Linked DNA regions of Mus musculus: region 2 is linked to region 1. The links are chromatin contacts, called in public HiCAR-type maps. All regions are on one chromosome and are shown on one strand. Each heading gives the region's core, a stretch centred on a gene start, on an enhancer-like site or on the middle of the called end of the contact. The rest is flanking DNA. Distances are from core to core; before and after follow the strand shown. Region 1 overlaps Gm31814 (a long non-coding RNA gene). Region 2 overlaps Lpp (LIM domain containing preferred translocation partner in lipoma).

What was found. HiCAR-type assays count read pairs that join an accessible place to other places.
Region 2: a contact with region 1 is called in a HiCAR-type map of astrocytes, with 3 times the contacts expected there. The contact joins two enhancer-like sites. A contact is called at or near these places in 1 of 115 datasets of contacts at active chromatin or transcription factors (astrocytes) and 1 of 9 other capture datasets (embryonic stem cells).

Annotation. Positions count from the first base shown.
Region 1 is chr16:24,203,677-24,208,287 of GRCm38.p6, forward strand. The region is part of intron 1 of Gm31814 (a long non-coding RNA gene); the gene reads right to left. Among named protein-coding and RNA genes, the nearest start is that of Gm32126, 46 kb to the left of the region's middle. Within about 2 kb of position 2,890, at least 80 of the 459 cell types and tissues checked have an H3K27ac peak or open chromatin away from gene starts, as enhancers often do. A contact at or near this core is called in astrocytes, where this site is marked.
Region 2 is chr16:24,960,312-24,964,688 of GRCm38.p6, forward strand. All of the region lies in intron 10 of Lpp (LIM domain containing preferred translocation partner in lipoma), which reads left to right. Among named protein-coding and RNA genes, the nearest start is that of Gm52245, 21 kb to the left of the region's middle. Within about 2 kb of position 1,365, at least 40 of the 459 cell types and tissues checked have an H3K27ac peak or open chromatin away from gene starts, as enhancers often do. A contact at or near this core is called in astrocytes, where this site is marked.

The sequences.
Region 1 (4,611 bases), core at 1,640-4,139:
GTTATTCGGGGATACCCTTAGGCTGGGGGCCCGGAAGGGGCAGATAACAAGTCTTCACAATAGAGTTTTATAAATGAGAAATAGACTTCTTGATCGTCTTCAGTGTTCTGCCAGGGACTGTAGTTATTCACCCTTTACAGTGTACATGGTCTCTTAAGGTAATGTTTAGGCCCCATTTTGGAGACTCAGAGCCTATGTAGGGAAGGAAGCAACATCGAGATAGTGCTAGCTAACCCTTTCTGAATCCAGAGCGTGCCACCTCCATCATACAGCCTGACCCTCACAAATGTCCTCCAAAGCAACTTGGGAGAAGTTTTACTACCCCAATTCACAGATACAGACACCGAATCCCAGGGACGTCTGCTAAAACAAAACAAAACAAAACAAAACAAACAAACAAAACCCTGTGCTCTCTCTTGCTTCCTGTGCAGAGTTACAGGGGGCTGAGGTGGTATACCCCAAGAGTGCCAGCATTCAGAATGCTCTCAGACTCTCAGAAGGAGGCCCCACTTCAGGCTCCAACAATTCACTTACTGGCATGGTGAGATGCTAATGACATAAGCCATCAAATGGCAGGCTTAGCTAAGATGACTTCCTCTCTTGCTAATGTATGCGGCCACTTGGCTCCACCAAGTCAGCCCTGGGTTGGGAGTCCCTTTTCCTTTCCCTTCTGATAGAATTCATCTGCTTTGGGCTAGAAAAGACAAGTAGCCTGAAAGCAGGCAGCCAATAAGAGTCATCTATGAGTTTGTCAAGAATCAGTCAATGAAGGTCCCCAAAGTCACACTCTTTTAAGTCATGTGACCAGATGTGAACTCACTGAAGCTTCCTGAGACACAGTTTCATCTGCAAAAATGGGTCAGTAACGGTCCCACCAAGCTTCACTTTACAGACAGACATGAAGGTCGAAGACCAGAGTCGGGTGTCATTAGCACTTTTGGAGTGTGTGCAGGTCTTGATCTTCTGTCCATACCTGTCACTCAAGGGGCAGAAACTCTGAGGTGTAACAGAGGAGACACACTAGCCTCATGGGACAGGAACTCTGAGCTGTCTTATACGTACCTCATGTCCTGTACAGTGACAAAATGAGAGACAGTCGGCAGTGTGACAGCCACAACTATCCAATGGTTCCTTCCCACAAACATCCAGGTGACAAATTCATCAGAAAATACAGTTAGAAACACCTTCCAATGAATCAATTAGTCCCTCTGTTGTATTTCCTGGGGAAGATAAAGGTGCATACTTTCTGTAATCAATCAATTCAACAAACCTCTTGAAACTTTAGTCAGAGATTTGAAAACTGCTAATACACATAGTTTTGAAAGGTGACAGACAGAAGTAGGAGGGAAAGGTTGGGTTTTAGTCAAACATTATCTTGGTTTTTAATTGATGAACACTGTTCTCCAATAGAGGATGAGAGTCACAGACAAAGGGGCTCATAAAACCTTCAAAGGCCTTTTCTCATCTGGCCCCACCACAGTCATTCTGCAGAAAAGGAAACTCAGACTCAAAAAGATAGGGCCTGCTTCCAATTATACCACAAGGTAGGGTTAAATCAAGCCACGGACTGCTTCTCCTCAGTCAGCTCACAGGAGCTGACTGACTGTCTACCACATTCTGGCTGGGGAAAGAGGAGGAATACGTAGAATCCACACTCAGGGCAGATAATAACGAAAGCCATGACTCCCAGCACAGAGGTTATGTGCTATACCAGAAATTCAGAGCACTGCACAGCATAGAGAATTTATAGTGGTAATTCAGCCTGAGGTTGGCAGAGAAGACTCGACCTAGGAGTGAGTTTATGGGTCAAACAGGCAGCAGAAGAGCATTCCAGGCAAGGGGACGGAGTAAGCCTAAAGCCATGGGATGAGAAGAACATAGTGTGTATGGAAAGCTCCATACACATAGTTGGAAACAGCTGGGGGTGGTTATAGACAGTACCGCAGAACTATCTCCGGATGTCAATAGGTCTCAGCTGCCACTCCCCACCTCATTTGGCACGCTCCCTAGGGCTATGGCCCGTGTCCACCTAATGGGCCAATACGACACCTGGCCAAGTGCTGATGGCATGGTAGGGCTTAATGAATTCTCTTTGAAGATGAGAGGCTGGTGAGGGAGAAAAGAATTTGCCACTCAAGTGAGTCAACTGGAACAGAAGGTGTGTCCTGGCTCCCTGGGCCTGGTGCTCTCTGGCTGCCCAACCAGACAGCTGGGGTCACCTCCCCTGGGGCCACAGGGTTCCACTTGGGAACATCAGGTCTTTTTTCAGTGAGTCTCTCTAAGCCACAGAGCTTCTGGTGCACTCCTGGCCTCTGCAGTTTTACCAACATAATTGATCCCAGAGCTCTGCTCCTACATACCCATTGGCTTCAAAGGGAGTGATGGCACAGGGGCCTTCCCTAGTCGGAGCACCTGTACATCACAGCACTCCCCCCGCCCCCCGTGGGACAGTATGGAGGACAGGCAACAGGCTGCATAAATAGCACTACACTCTAAAGTCATCCCTCTGGAGCTCTGTGCTTCCTCTCCTGAGTTCTGATTTTCCTTCGGGGATAGCTGAGGCACCCAGAGAAAAACAAACCCTTAAAGTGACTCTTTCCCTGCAAAGGTTGAAGTGTTTCAAAGTCCCTGCTGATTCCTACCTTCTGGTGGCGAGTCCCAGGCATCAGGACCCCTGTTGAAGATGCTTCAGGATGTGACCACTGAGCCTGACAACTCTTTTAGGTATTCTCACGAATATGGCAGGCCTACAAATGGTAAAAAAAGAAAACACCCAGACAAACTGTGCCAGGATGCACTGTGACAAGGGAAACCATCCACATACCACAGTAGCCACTGAGCAGCCCAAACAACCCTCAATGACTAAGGTTTTTTTCCACTTACACTTGGTTTGTTTGCTTTCACTACACACTTGTATTAGCAAACAAGAGTCCTGAGCAGGGAAAGCAGCTCCTTCTCTGGTTCCCCTGCAAGGACACGGTCCTCCGTTCACTGCGGAGCTTTAGAATCAGGAAACATTTATTCACATAGGCTTTCCAAAGCACAGCTCCAAGCAACTTTCACCCCGGAGTTGCTATGATCCAGAGAGTCAAATGGGTGCAGTGGCCAGCTGACAGCCTGCAAGGGAATGTGACTGGGCAGTGAACCAAACTAAAAACCAAGTCAGATACAGGGGATGCATTAACAACTTGGGTGGCTGACAAAGGACAAGTACCCGGCATATAGGAGGAAAACTATTTACGGAGCCATAGGGATGAAAGATAATAGGAAGGGACCACACTAAACATCAGTGTGCAAAACTCGGAAAGTAAGTGGTGCCTAAGCACATACTAACAGCCGAGGGAAACACCAATGTGAAAAGCCAGAGATCTCATTTCACAGAAGTCACCTTGGCCAAAATGTTTTAAGTCTGACAGTGGGAGAATCCAGTAATATTAGACAACAGTAAAGCGGTAAGATACATGCTGATATAAGTATAATATAACCATTGTGGGGAGATGTCAGCAATGCCCACAAAGGTGAAGCTAGTCACACCTTCTATCTCAGAAGCTCAACTCACCCACGTACAAGGGAGGAAATCCCTGCATCAATAAACAAAGAGCCTTTATAAGGACATTTCCTGCATCACTGCTTCTAAGAGGGAAATGACATCTCGAAGCTCACCAGTACAGAATTCCTTAAGTAATTGTGACGTATTTGCCCAAAGAGATGTTATGGGGTTAGAAGTTAAAGTGAATGAACTCAGGCTAAGTCAGGTATCAATATTGCCATGCCTAAAGAAACAAGGTTAAAAGGGGGGAAAAAGTTATTTTCAGAATAAGTCAGTATTATATCATTCCTGAAATGTTTGAAACATAAAACAATGCTCTACATTGTCCTGGGTACTTATGGAGGAAATGAACCAAACGTGGACAGGACATGACCACATAAACACATCAACTTTGGGATGATAATTGCACTGGAGGTGAGGGGGAAGAGAGAAAGAGAGAGAGAGAGAGCGAGTGAGCAAGCAAGCGCTAGGAAGAGATGACCTACAATGCACTCTGCTAGTGTTTGTTTCCTTAAAGAACTGAAGGGGCTATGAAGAAATGCTGGCATGGAAAAGTCCAGATGGCAGGAATATAAGCAGGGTCAAGCTAGCCTTCATTTCCTACCTGTTCTGGGCACTGCATCATGAATGCCACACCACATGGAGGCTGTGACTACCCCTTCTTCAAACATGGAGTTCAAGTCAATGCGTCAAGCTGTCTGACTTTTCCTGCTTTTGTTACAGCCCTTGGGGATGAAGAGACAAGAGGGAAATACTGATATAGGAGACATAGTATAAACCCTGAATTATCAAGTCCCAAGGCTTAACTAAGTCCAGGGCCTGTCACGCAAATTTCCTGTCACCTTGGGCATAATATGATACCTCTGGGCATCTATTTTCCTTATCTGTAAAATGGGGACAACAATAAGAGGTCTCTGAACAGTTGTGATAAGCAAATGACTATGTAAAATTCTTTGCGAATGTAACCTGCTATGCAGATGGTCACTACTATTAATGACCTGGATTTTACTGCAAAGGAAACCTGGGGTCAGATTTACATTTCTGGCTGACAGTGACTCATA
Region 2 (4,377 bases), core at 115-2,614, 760 kb after region 1:
CATCCTGTGGCAATTCAAGAGAAAAGCATTTTGTGTGTGCTGCAGAGAGTCATCCAGAGCCACAAGACTCCATTGACTAGGTCTGTCTCAGTAGCCCAGCTCTTCAGCACGTGTCACAAAGGATGATGGAGTACATTTTGCTGTATCCCTCTTTGTAGATTTCATGTAAAGAGGTAACACTCTATGCAGGTCACTGCCTTAAAGAATACAGGACCGCTGTGTGAAAGGGCAGAAGAATGGAGAAAACAGTAACAGAGGTAACAGCTGTACGCCCTTGACCTTTGGAAAGGAAAATCTCAGAGCAGAGGTCCCAATTAATGAAGAGCAAGAACACAGAGAAGTTTGGGTTGGTTTCTGAGCGAAGACTGGAGAATGGGATACCTGTCTGCAAAGGGAAGGTCCCATAGGGATCCAGAAGGACCAAACTGTCCACTTAGAGCTGGCCTTCGAAAGCCTTCCCTCGTGTCAGAGCACAGACACTCAGAATGATCTCTTGAGCAATCTCCTCTATACTTTCTTTCCTTTGATAGTAAACACACCGTCTCTGTTAAAATCTGCTTCCCAGCTAAAACTGAACACAGACTCCAAACCACCAAATCACTTTGGACTTTTCTTTTCTTACACCCCACCAACAACTGGGATGGCATGCATTTGAACAAACCAAAAGTGATTTCGCTCTTCTAGTTTTCAGAGCTTTTTGGCTAAATGCAGAGTGAGAAATTCATACCTTTTTCAAACAGTGTGGGTTCTTTTTCCCAGTTCCTCTCATCCATCTGGTTCTCTGGAGGTCTTGGAATCCAGGAAAGTGTTAGTTCACTGTGCTGAAATCCAAAAAAGACTGCTAAACTGTGAAAGAAAATTTGCATTCCAGAGACACCAAAGGAGTTAGTCCACAACTCTGTGCAGCAAGGAGCAAACATCTGTATGTTCTGCCTCCTTTGTCTTTGAGGCAGTTGGAAAACCCTGTAGCATGGAAGAAACCCTGCATTCACTGAGCCTTTCCTACCTAGCTCATCTAAATGTAGTGCAGAGTACAGAAAGAAGAACCAAAACGTGTTAGTATTTTATTTCTAGTGTCAAAAATTATTACAGGCGAGATACCGTTTAGGAGAACAGCAAATCGCTCTGCAGCCTGTTGAGATTCCATTCCCGTGAATGGGTTCCTCAGCCGGGTGTGTGGCTCTCCCATCAGCGGGCCTGTACTCAATAGGAAACCACAATCACAGCCCTGACACTGGCATGTCACCGTGACCTTTCTAAGCCCAAGTGCTGCCTTTTTGTCTTCCATTGGCAGAAGTGTAATTAGAAGGACTTGTTTTCAACAGAAGCCAAGTGATTGCCAAATGTGCTCAAATGATCTCTAGAGGATCAGAGGTAGCTCACCGCCCTCTGGCTGTTCCCACTGCCACTCCCAAGAGTTAGAGGCTTAACTCTAACTCTTTTGAAAGAGATCAAGTTTGGTTCAAAGAAGCTTCTCTGTCACATGCATATGAACAAGGAGAAATCTTCCATGACCCTGGTGGTTGGCTCAGACCTCTCATGGCTGTAGTGTAGGAAATAATTGCAATCTACACATCAGGAAGAAAATAAGCACCACGCAGTCCTGGGTTTCAGAAAACAGGCACGTGAGCAGAATGGTACTAAGAACATTTCTAGTCTCTGCTCGCATATCATGATTCTAATGGATGATTCAGGGTGGTTTAATTCTGATCTGCAATGTGCACACAGGTGGTCATTACTGTGTATACACATAGCTGGAAAGAGCTTTGCTTAAACTCACATTTTAGAATGTTCCCCTAGATGGGTCAATTACCATTGATAATCAGATGGCGTTAAGCAAAAGGGTGTTGCCCTACTGACTGTGTGTATGAATAATTTCAGATCATTTATGCTCTTAGGGGAGGTTTTAACATTTTTTTGAGAGATACCCTCTTGCTGAGATGAAAACAATTAATCCTAAGACTAAAACACACCTAAGATGTTACTTTATTTAATGCAGTTCATTTTCTTCTCCATACAACAAATACTTTTTGCAGGCCTGTTATGATTGCATGCTGTTATAGAGGCTGATAACGTATTAGTCTTCAATGCCTAGAAACAAATAATGATACAGGCTGCCACTGGCAAGAATGATGAGAGGTGGGCCTTAGACAGCATGACATGAGAATCAGTGTCTGAGGTCCAGGCCAGACCCTCCTTTTCCATCACTGTGTATTCATTTTCTGCTCTCAAAGGCAGAGGTGCAGCACAGAAGCAATGAACAGTGGCTTTTCACTTGTGTTCATCTGGTCTTCTTGAACCATTTGCCACCACAAGTTTGGCACTTCGGAAGGCACCCAGTGATTGGATTGGGGCTAGGGAACACAGACGAAAGGATGTCATTAGGGTCCTGGATGTGACATCTTCATCAATGAGAGTAATACTGGGAAAAAACATCTTCCTAGTGACAGCATCCTGCTAAATAATGTGAAAAGGGACAAGAAGCCCCAAATTATATATTTGTGAGGTGTTCTGGGACGGCAGGATGCTAATGATGAGCCAAGGCATTTTGTGGGATGGCCACTACAGGGAGCTAGAAGAAACTTACTGATTAGCAGTAAGTGTGAACTAGAGAAAATCTTGTTTGCCTTTGGTGTAGAAGTCATAGATTCAAATCCTGATCACCTTAAGATGTGTAGCATAGAAATTCTCCATTCTGCCTCCCCTGCTGACTGCTCTGGAGATATCTGAGGTCTTGTGCATGCACAGTTAATGCCCATGTCTGGTGCTAGATTTTCTTTGGTGGAGATAAAGGCCTGGAGATTACTTTTTTTAATGAAGAAAAGTTATATAAGATCAACATTAAAGCTAGCATTACATACCAGAACTAAATCCTTCCTCCCACATATGGGATCTCAATTAACTATTAAAAATATATGGAGACACTTCCAATCTTAGCAGGTGAGGACACCAAATGTCACTTAATTCTTAGACTTTGAAACCCAGCCTCCTGAAGTCAGCAGCAGTTCTTTGACTGTATGTCAGGCTTGCTGCGGTTCTCACGTGAATAAGCCCTAACAAGACTATGCCTTGAAGATGTTGTAAAGACAGCTCTCTGATTGGACTTGGCTCGGAAGGAAAGGAATTCTATTCTTTCTTCCCCTCTCACGATAGTCTCACTGGAGTTCTGTGATCTTTTAATTTGCCCCTGGCATGAAGGTAGCTTTACCTCCCTCCATTTCTCAGGGATTCTGACACATCCAAGAAAAGGATTTTGGAAGACCTACCATTCAACATGGTTACAGGCTTTAAAATGACAAACCACTTCTCTGAGCCTTAAGGAGTAGCTATACTAATGTTCGTTTTTAATCAAAAGGTTGGTTTGTTTGTTTGGATACGGTCTCTTGTTGACCTGGAATTTGACCAGTAAGCTGGACTTGATGGCCAGTGAGCCACATGGATCTACCTCTCAGCACTAGGTTAGAACATGTGCCACTACACCTGGCTTTGGGAATTTGCATTTTTCATTTTTTTGTGTATGGGTTTGGGGCAATATGTATGTTTGTGTACCACATGGGAGCAGTTTCTCCAAAGAGGATGTTGAATTATCAGAACTGGGGTTGCATAAGGGTGTGAGCTGCCATGTGTGTTCTGGATTTGAACCTGGGTCTTCTGGAAGAGCAGGCAGTGCTGTTAATGGACAAACCATCTTTCCAGTCCCTCACACCTAGCTTTAAAAAAAAAACAAAAACCTAAGTCCTAGTGAATGAAGGCAGGTCTCTGTGCTTCCTTGATAAGCACTTTGCCAAGTGAGACATCTCCCAGCTCTACTCTTTTGTATTTTAAAGCTAATTTATATAATTCAAATATAAACAAAACTTCATGTTCCTATATTAATAATTCTACATTTCTCTGAAATGTTCAGTTGTTCATATGCATGTTCTTGCCTGAAAATACTGAATTCTCCCACACCACTTCAAAGTTTTTGTTTTTTTTTTTTTTTGTTACAATATTCTACCTGGAGAGTGAGTTTTGTTTGAAGGTAGGCTTGTCTAAGACATCTCTCAAGGGGGCTTAGATAATGATGAAGACTCTTATTAGAACATAACATCAGTTCCAAAGAGGATTCAAGCCAGTTTTCTTTTCAGTGGCAAATCAAACCCCACCAAGAAGAGAGGTGTCATCATAAACCACAGAGAGCAGCCTGTTCTCCCCCATTTTCAATTAGTTCCTCTTTTCTCTGCCATTTCAGGTTGTTCATGTCTTTGTGAAAGTCCATACCCTGTGCTTTTAAGCAGTTGTTTGTAGATGTGCTTTCTTCCTACTGCTCTGGAAACTTGGGAATGAAGGGAGGGTATCTCAGACTTTCATTTCTCGCTGCACTTCCAGGGTGTTCAG